2 separate regions of the Ovis aries genome follow, and region 2 is linked to region 1. A link is a contact called in public Hi-C data. All regions are on one chromosome and are shown on one strand. Each heading gives the region's core, a stretch centred on a gene start, on an enhancer-like site or on the middle of the called end of the contact. The rest is flanking DNA. Distances are from core to core; before and after follow the strand shown.

Region 1 (4,902 bases), core at 2,267-4,766:
TTCATCAAGAGGCTTTTTAGTTCCTCTTCACTTTCTGCCATAAGGGTGGTGTCATCTGCATATCTGAGATTATTGATATATCTCCCGGCAATCTTGATTCCAGCTTGTGCTTCATCCAGCCCAGTGTTTCTCATGATGTACTCTGCATATAGGTTAAATAAGCAGGGTGCCAATATACAGCCTTGACGTACCCCTTTTCCTATTTAGAACCAGTCTGTTGTTCTATGTCCAGTTCTAACTGTTGCTTCCTGACCTGCATACAGATTTCTCAAGAGGCAGGTCAGGTGGTCTGTATTCCCATCTCTTTCAGAATTTTCCAGTTTCTTGTGATCCATACAGTCAAAGGCTTTGGGATAGTCAATAAAGCAGAAACAGATGTTTTTCAGGAACTCTCTTGCTTTTCTAATGATCCAGTGGATGTTGCCAATTTGATCTCTGGTTCCTCTGCCATTTCTAAAACAAGCTTGGACATCTGGAAGTTCACAGTTCACGTATTGTTGAAGCTTGACTTGGAGAATTTTGAGCATTACTTTGCTAGCATGTGAGATGAGTGCAATTGTGCGGTAGTTTGAGCATTCTTTGGCATTGCCTTTCTTAGGGATTGGGATGAAAACTGACCTTTTCCAGTCCTGTGGCCACTGCAGAGTTTTCCAAATTTACTGACATATTGAGTGCAGCATTTTCACAGCATCACCTTTTAGGATTTGAAATAGCTCAACTGGAATTCCATCACCTCCACTAGTTTTGTTCATAGTGTTGCTTTCTAAGGCCCACTTGACTTCACATTCCAGGATGTCTGACTCTAGGTGAGTGATTACACCTTCATGATTATCTGCATCATGAAAATCTTTTTTGTACTGTTCTTCTGTGTAGTCTTGACACCTCTTCTTAATATCTTCTGCTTCTGTGAGGTCCATACCATTTCTATCCTTTATTGAGCCCATCTTTGCATGAAATGTTTCCCTGGTATCTCTAATTTTCTTAAAGAGATCACTAGTCTTTCCCATTCTATTGATGTCCTCTATTTCTTTGCACTGAGGGCTGACTTTATTTTTTGGGACTCTAAAATCATTGCAGATGGTGATTACAGCCATGAAATTAAAAGACGCTTACTCCTTGGAAGGAAAGTTATAACCAACCTAGACAGCATATTAAAGAGCAGAGACATTACTTTGTCAGCAAAGGTCCGTCTAGTCAAGGCTATGGTTTTTCACATGTATGGATGTGAGAGTTGGACTATAAAGAAAGCTGAGTGCAGAAGAATTGATGCTTTTGAACTGTGGTGTTGGAGAAGACTCTTGAGAGTCCCTTGGACTGCAAGGAGATCCAAACAGTCCATCCTAAAGGAGATCAGTCTTGAATGTTCATTGGAAGGACTGATGTTGAAGCTGAAACTCCAATACTTTGGCCTCCTGATGTGAAGAGCTGACTCATTTGAAAAGACCCTGATGCTGGGAAAGATTGAAGGTGAGAGAAGAAGAGGATGACAGAAGATGAGATGGTTGGATGGCATCACTGACTCAATGGACACGAGTTTGGGTAGGCTCCAGGAGTTGGTGATGGACAGGGAGGCCTGGTTGCTGCAGTTCATGGGGTTGCAAAGAGTCGGACACAACTGAGCGACTAAACTGAACTGAACTGAACTGATCGCTGAGAAAGGCTTTCTTATCTTTCCTCACTATTCTTTGGAACTCTGCATTCCAATGGCTATATCTTTCCTTTTCTCCTTTGCTTTTCACTTCTCTTCTTTTCACAGCTATTTGTAAGGCCTCCTCAGACAACCATTTTGCTTTTTGCATTTCTTTTTCTTGAGGATGGTCTTGATCCCTGTCTCCTGTACAATGTCACAAACCTCCATCCATAGTTCATCAGGCACTCTGTCTGATAACAGGAATGAACCAACCAGTGACAAAATGGAGGATGGAAAGCAAAAAGTCTCATACCACATCTGATAGGTAAGACCTATGCATGTGTGGATGGGTGGAGGGATCCCAGCCTATCCCAGAGACCCTGGTAGAGGCCCCACCCTGCTCCTCCAACGACCACCACCAGCCAGGATCAGCCAGAAGAGAGCTCTTTTGCATATATTCAGTGTCATCTGCATCAAGGGACCCTAAGCTTATGGGATGTTGCCCACACTTGGGGTGAAGCGAGGGAAAAAGGAACTGAATAGCCAGCAGTGTTCTCTTTCTGATCATTGCACCCTGATAGTTTGATATCTCCTTGTTTAGGGATGAAAGAGAAACCTCAGACCTTACTGGGGCTATTCGATTAAAACTAGAAACTTCAAGGTGTCTCCATTTTTTAAAAAAACAAAGCATCATTCAGGAACCTCTATGTTATACCTAGCATATCTTTCAAATTTCTACTGCTGGGCCTTTGCACCTGTCATCTGCTGTGTTGGAAAGTCATCTCCCCTGCTGGGTGCCTGTGTAAAGCCTATTTGTTTATCCTCAGTCTCACTTCCTTTGTGAAGTCTGGGGTTCCCAACACAACCCAAGGAGACCTCTCTTCCTCCCCCACATAACTCTTTCTCTTATGGATCCATCAGCCTCACGGGACTCACATATGCGGTGTATATCTTTCATCAGGCTCTTCCCTCTCACTGGACACTTTCTTAAGGACAGGACTGAGGCCAACACCCCTGTTTCTCTGTATCTCCCTAGAGCACCTAACCCAGTGCCTTGACCACAGTACACATATTTTACATTCATTCAGCAGGAACGAAACTTCATAAAATTCTGCCACTTGAAATACAGCAACATTCATCTCTTGAGGTCAAACTAAACTTTCACATTCCTGGGAGTTAATTGCTGACATTTCCAGAGCTTCCCTTCTTCCTGTGAGAGGCTGAATTTGAACTGCTACTTTAAACAATAGGTGGTTGATTTTGTAAGTGGCTGTTGGGAAGGGCCTCAGGAAGGGAAAGCTGCAAAGGTCTGAGTCAGGAAGGCAGGGGCAAGTGAAGGGAGAAAATTCTCCTGGGCCTTAAAGAGGAGGAGGAAGGCAGCCTGAGAGTTTATTCATTGTTATCCTCAAACATTATTGGCCTGTTCCCTTGTCACATTTCCATGGCTAAATATTCCCATAAATCACTTCAGACCTTCCACAGGGGCGGGTGGAGCATCTCTGCCCCCAAATGGTGAGAGATTTCAAAACCCCACTTAATTACAGAACTTCTTCATTTCAATTTCCCGTTAATTAGGAGGTTTTTCTGGTATCACAGGTCCTAAATTTGTTGTTTCAAGAGTGCCTGTGTTCTTGTCCTATGACCTTGGTTCAATCCTCAGGTCAGGCCTCCCTGTATTATAGTCTCATAGCGGCATGAACTTCCCCTTCTTGGAATTTGTACAAGTAATCTTTTTTTTTTGTGCTGTTTTTTATCATTATTTTTAATAATCTGTTTAATGTCTCCTTCTGCCGAGTTGCATGCCCCAGAGGGCAAGTAGCCAGGCCTGCCAGGTCCACCACTGTGCTCTTGGTTCCTGGTGCAGAGGGTGTGGGAGCTGGTTAACATGCATTGAGTGAGAGAAGAGTCTGGTACTTCCTCAGGAAGTTAAACAAAGTCACCATAGTGTGCGCAATTCTGCTCTTAGGTATTTACCCAAGAGAACTGAAAACATGTGTCCACACAGAAACTTGTATGCAAATGTTCATAGCAGTAATATTCATAATAACCAAAAAGCAGAAATACCCAAATGTCCATCAGCTCATGCATGCATGAATAGAATGCGGTGTATCCATACAGTGGAATATTATTCAACCATAAAAAGTAATAACGTACTGTTACAACCTTGAAAACATTATGCTAAGTGAAATAAGCCAGAGACAAAAGGCTGCATATTATATGAATCCACTTAAGCGTCCAGAATAGACAAATCTATAAAAAACCCAGTGGTTGTTAGGGGTTAGTGGGAGGGGGGGGATAATAAAAAAAAGAAAAAAATCTCTTCACATGAATTAGAGAGATGTAATAGTTGCACAATACAGGAAATATACTAAAAAACACTGAACTGTAAACTTTAAGGTGATGGTATTTATATTATATGAATTGTACCCCAACTTTTAAAAATTCTACCTTAAAATATACATATTTTTTTTCCTTTTGGGGGGGCATGCTAAACTTTTGTGTCCTTAGTTCCCTGACCAGGGATCGAGTCTGGGTTTCCTGTATTGGAAGCGTAGGAGTCCTAACTACTGGACCACCAGGGAATTCCTGATACATACATTTATTGAGTGAACAGTTCATCCCTGAAACAGAAACTGCGGAGTCTCTGGATCAACGCTCAGATTTATGAGGTTTTAGTGCTAGCTGTGTTTCCTAAGAAGAGCTGGTCTCACCGTGCACCAGCCCCAAGCATGCTGTATCCTGCGTCGGACATAGACTGGCGATTCAATTCTTACATGATAGTATACATGTTACACGGTGATGACCCAGAGAGTTGTTATGGGGAAGGAGGTGGGAGGGGGGTTCATGTTTGGGAACGCATGTACACCCGTGGTGGATTCATGTCAATGTATGGCAAAACCAATACAGTATTGTAAAATAAAATAAAGTAAAAATGAAAGAAAAAAAAAAAAAAGAAGAGCTGGTCTCTACAGGGTGAGATGTCGGCAGCCTGTGTGGGAAAACGGCGTGGCTGCAGTTCATCTGCGACTGTACGTTGGCTGCCAGCAGCCCCGCTGGACACAGTCCATCACTGACATTTTTATTAACTTCAAGAGAGGAAGTTCCAGAGGGAGGCTTCTACCCTTTTTTCTTGAAACTGATTTCTGAGGTGTGTCCCATTAACAAAAACATCTCAGACTTCAAGGCCAAGTATCACAGCTTCACCTTAGGGGGACCAGGAGCAGGTGGCAAATGCTCCAGTGAAAATTTGGATGTGTTTTATTGCAGGCTTT
Region 2 (4,426 bases), core at 428-2,927, 96 kb after region 1:
CATTCCAGTTGGTCAAGGGTCTTGGGGCCTGTGTGGTGTAGGAGAGGGGTGCATGGGAAGTTGGTGGCAGGCGGTGGGTCAAATGCAGCTGGTTGCTGTCCTTGCCCAGTCCAGGGGCCCAGGGGTGGGAAAATCCTAGCTTATCCTCGAGGCCCTTTCATTCTTGGGACTGTGGAGTTGCTTGCTGAAATCTCTCACTTCAGAAGCACACGTGGAAGGCAAAAGGTGGCCCCTAGTGTCTTGGCTCCCACAAATTGGCCCATGGGGACAGCTGAGAGAGACTTGCCACCACCTGCTCTTCAGCAAGGAACATGCCATCTATCCTGGAGCAGGACACGCCTTCAGGTGTGCCTGAGGCCTTTGTTATTGCCAGGTGAGCATCACTACCTAATTGCCTCCTGCCTTGGTTTCCCCTAGGTGTAGAGAGGTTGGTGAGTGGTACAGATTAGGTTCCCTGTGGATGCACAGAGGGCCACAGGGATAGGTAGATAGAGGACACATGAAGACCCTGGCTCCCAAGGTGGGACCACATGTCAGGCCCCGTCAGAGAACTTCCCTCCTGTGGTTCTTGTCTGCTGAAGTTGCCTTCCCTTGACATAGTAGTAATTGATCTCGAGCACTAAGGGCTCCTGGGAAGGCCTAGTAACTCCAGATGCTTAGGCCTGTGGTTTCTGCCTTAGCCTCACCCAGTTATGGGGGATCGTCTCAGTGTGTCTAAGGCTCCTTCCCATGGGGAAGGTGATGGAAACAGCAACTGCAGGTCCCAGGGTCCTTTCTGCTCTGCCCAGGGGAGTGTCTGCTGCCTGCAACTCAAGCCTTCTTTTGGACGTAACCCAAGTTAAGATGTTGGGCTGGAGCTGTATTGCTTTCAGAGGGTGGTGGAAAGAATACTGTGGAACCAGTGGTCTGTTCCCTCCAGATGTCTGACTTTGGCAGCATGGGGACGGTTATCCCTGGGGAGAGAGGTTGCAGGGCCCCTTTTGGCTGTACCTAGGATTGGGGGATAGATTCCCATGTAGCCCCCTGACTCAGGTCAGGCCCTTCAGGAGGACCTGCGCAAGGGTACTTGCCACATCTTAATGGCTCCAGCCCCAACATTTGTCCCAGCTCTCCTGGGATTGTTACCAGGGTTGTAATACCCAGGTGTGGCCGCATCTGCCACCTCAGGGTGACAGGTCATGAACTTTGCTGTGAGTTCAGCCAGCACCCTCAGATGGTGCCAGCTGCAGACAGGACGCATGGAGTATTTGGCTTTGGGATGCTCTAATGCAGGCGCTGCGGTGACCATCTCGTATGGGGACCTGCACTGTCTCTCTGAGACCTGGGGTCTGAGTGGGGTACTGCTGGTCTAGCAGCTACTGGGAGTGCCGCAGACCCCAGAGTGGAGAGGTGGCGCCTCGGGCAGTGTGGAAGTCTTATCTGCCTCCTTCTGGCCTGAGCCCTAAACTAGCTGTAGTTTTTAAAAAAAGAGGGCTGCTTGAGAGCTTAGGGTCCAACCACCACCTGGCCCAGTGGCAGCAAGGGGGTGCTGAGGCGGAGGGAGGCCCCTCGCAATTACGACCTATCGATTTGGGACAGTGCCCCCTTTATGGGAGGAGGGGCTGCAGTGACCTCTGAGGGGGGGAGGCAGCGGCCCCTGGCCCAGAGCTACCTGAAGACTCCCTCCTCACGCCCCTAGGGGGCAGGCCGGGCCTTCCCAAGGACCTTTTCTCTTCCCCTGGCTGTGACCGAGTTGGACAGGACCCCAAGCAACACTTGCTTTGGGAGTGGGCAGCATCTCAGGAATCTTCCCTGCTGACTCAGAGGGTAAAGCGCCTGCCCGCAATGCGGGAGAGTCAGGTTCGATCCCTGGACAGGAATCCACAGGAGAAGGAAATGGCGACCCACTCCGGTACCCTTGCCTGGAAAATCCCATGGACAGAGAAGGCTTCGGTCCATGGGGTCACAGAGTCGGATACGACTGAGCGACTTCACTTTCACTTTTCAGCATCTGAGGAACCCCCATCAAGCCTTCTCCTCCAGCTTGTGTGGGAATAGGGTTGTGGGGACTGGCTCCCCTCTGCCTCGTAAGGAGGGTCGGGAGAAGAGCGTGTGGGCCTCAAAAATCGTTTCCTGCCCCCAGACTCGGAGGCCCCGAGGGCCCGCGGAGCTGGGAGCCGCGTCCCTGGAGCCCGCACTCGCTGTGTGCGGGGCCCCGGGGCGGAGGGCGCGGAGGCAGGCGTGGGCTGGGCCGGGCCGGGCCGGGCCGGGCTGGGCGGGCGAAGGCAGCGATCGCAGTGCAGCGGGGCCCGCGCCCGGCCGGCCGGCCGGCAGCTCAGAGCAGGCAGGCGGCAGGCAGCGGCGGCGGCCGGGCAGTGGGCAGGAGGAAGGTCCGGCCGAGGAGGGAGGCGCTAGTCCCCGCATGTCCTAACGACGCACCGGCTTCACCCGCCGGGCGCCCGAGAGGCTACTTCTTTTTGGGGAAGAAGCTGAATCTCTTCTCCTTGTCCTTCTTGCCGAGGCTGGCATCGGGGCCGGTGATGGGGGGAAGGGGCAGGCTCTGTGCCTTGACGCGGATGCTCTGGGACTCGTTGATGGCCGTGCTCACGCCCTGCAGCCAGGATAGCATCTCCTCCTGTAGGGCGGGAGGGTCAGGATCCTCAAAGGACGGGCTGCCTCTAGGACAACCCCTTCTGATGGAGCCTTGAGCCCAAGGGGCACGGGTCCCTCCCAACTGCTCCTTGTTGGGGGAGGTCAGGGCCTGGCGGCCCTGCACTTACCTCATCCTTGCCGTGGAAGAGCCACTCGCTGCCGTTGCTCAGCCTAGGAGGACAAAGGGTTTCCCCCGTGGCCACCTCTGGCTCTGACCCCCAGCTCCCCAAGCTTTCCCATGACCAGGACCCTGTCAGGCAGCACAGAGCTTTCTGAGAGAGGCAGAAATCAGGATCACCAGCCTCTCTTATTTGAAAAATCTCTGAGGGGCACCTCAGGCCTGCAGCTGGTCACATACAGTGGTACCTTGACTGGCCACTTAGGCCAGATCGAGCCATCAGGGAAGGAGTGGTGAACAGGCAGGGCCTCACCTCAGCTTGAAGACATGCTTCTTCTTCTTGTAGTTGGCAGCAATCTCACAGATGGCATGTCTCAGGGTCAGGGGCTCCTCTCCATGGTAGGGCACCCCCAGGGCCAGATTCTTGGCATCCTTATAGAAGGCCAGCTCACTATTCCTGAGCACACAGTACAGGTTGTTCCAGGACCTGTGAAGGTACACACAGGCAGGTCACCTACAGTCCTCACTTGCATGCTCAGTTGCTCAGTCGTGTCTGATTCTTTGTGATCACATGAATGTTAGCCTGCTAGGCTCCTCTGCCCACAGGATTGTCCAGGTAAGAATACCGGAGGCTTTACCATTTTTCTTAACTACACCAATTTTACCGTGATCAAGAGTAATACATTTTATAACTAAAAAAATTACAATTAAGAATAATCTACATGTGGGATTTCCCTAGCAGCCCAGTGGTTAAAACTTAGCACTTTCAACGCAAGGGGTGCAGGTTCGATCCCTGGTGGGGGAACTAAGATCCCACATGCCACGTGGCATGGCCAAATAAAAAACAATCATCTGCATGTAATTCCACTACCAAAGTCTACTATTGTTAACATTTTATGTATTTCCTTCTGGTTTATTTTCTATTCACATATATAACTAAAATTGGATTATACTGTATATTCAATTTAATTTTGTACTTTTAAGTTTAACACTATGTCATGAGTATTTCCCCATCCTCAAATATTTGAATCCTCAAACATTTCTTGAAAATAATTTTAATAGCTATATCGTATCCTATCACAAATAAAAATAATCCCTTTATTGGTAGACCTTTTAATACTGGAAAATTTATCCACAATTGAAATAGCAATATGATAAACATCCTTCTGGGGCTTCCCTGATGGCTCAGCAGTGAAGAATCTGCTTGCCAATGAAGGAGATGCAGGTTCGATCCCTGGGTTGGGAAGATACTCTAGGGAAGGAAATGGCGACCCGCTCCAGTATTCTTGCCTGGGAAATACCAGTCTATTGGGGTCACAAAAAGAGTCGGACACAACTCTAAGGAACAGCAGCAACAAAACATCCTGATGCTTTAATCTTTGCCTAAAACTCTGATCTTACCTTGAGATATATTTCTAGAATTGTTGAGTCTAAGACCAACTGTGTAAAGAACTTTTCAAAGCACTTTCATAGCCACCAGCATATCTTGAGTCTCACTTGTGCTTGTGCTCATTCAGTCGTGTCACTCCTTGTGACCCCATGAACTATATAGCCCACCAGGCTCCTCTGTCCATGGGATTCTCCAGGCAAGAATACTGGAGTGGGTTTGAGTCTCACTACATCCCATGAGTCTCACTACAGAACTGTAACATGAACAGAGCAGGGTTTTGTTTTGGT

What was found. A called contact is a pair of places that touch in the nucleus more often than the background predicts.
Region 2: a Hi-C map of mixed tissues shows a contact between it and region 1, with 3 times the contacts expected there. The contact joins two enhancer-like sites. A contact is called at or near these places in 10 of 16 Hi-C or Micro-C datasets (blood, hypothalamus, liver and 5 more).

Annotation. Positions count from the first base shown.
Region 1 is chr7:74,866,190-74,871,091 of ARS-UI_Ramb_v3.0, forward strand. No RefSeq gene overlaps it. Among named protein-coding and RNA genes, the nearest start is that of PLEKHG3, 48 kb to the right of the region's middle. Within about 2 kb of position 3,517, at least 3 of the 54 cell types and tissues checked have an H3K27ac peak or open chromatin away from gene starts, as enhancers often do.
Region 2 is chr7:74,964,219-74,968,644 of ARS-UI_Ramb_v3.0, forward strand. It overlaps SPTB (spectrin beta, erythrocytic), which reads right to left. Exons shown (of 37, transcript XM_060418657.1): 35 at 3,063-3,236; 36 at 2,760-2,802; 37 at 1-2,614. The coding sequence ends at 2,447. Among named protein-coding and RNA genes, the nearest start is that of PLEKHG3, 49 kb to the left of the region's middle. Within about 2 kb of position 1,678, at least 7 of the 54 cell types and tissues checked have an H3K27ac peak or open chromatin away from gene starts, as enhancers often do.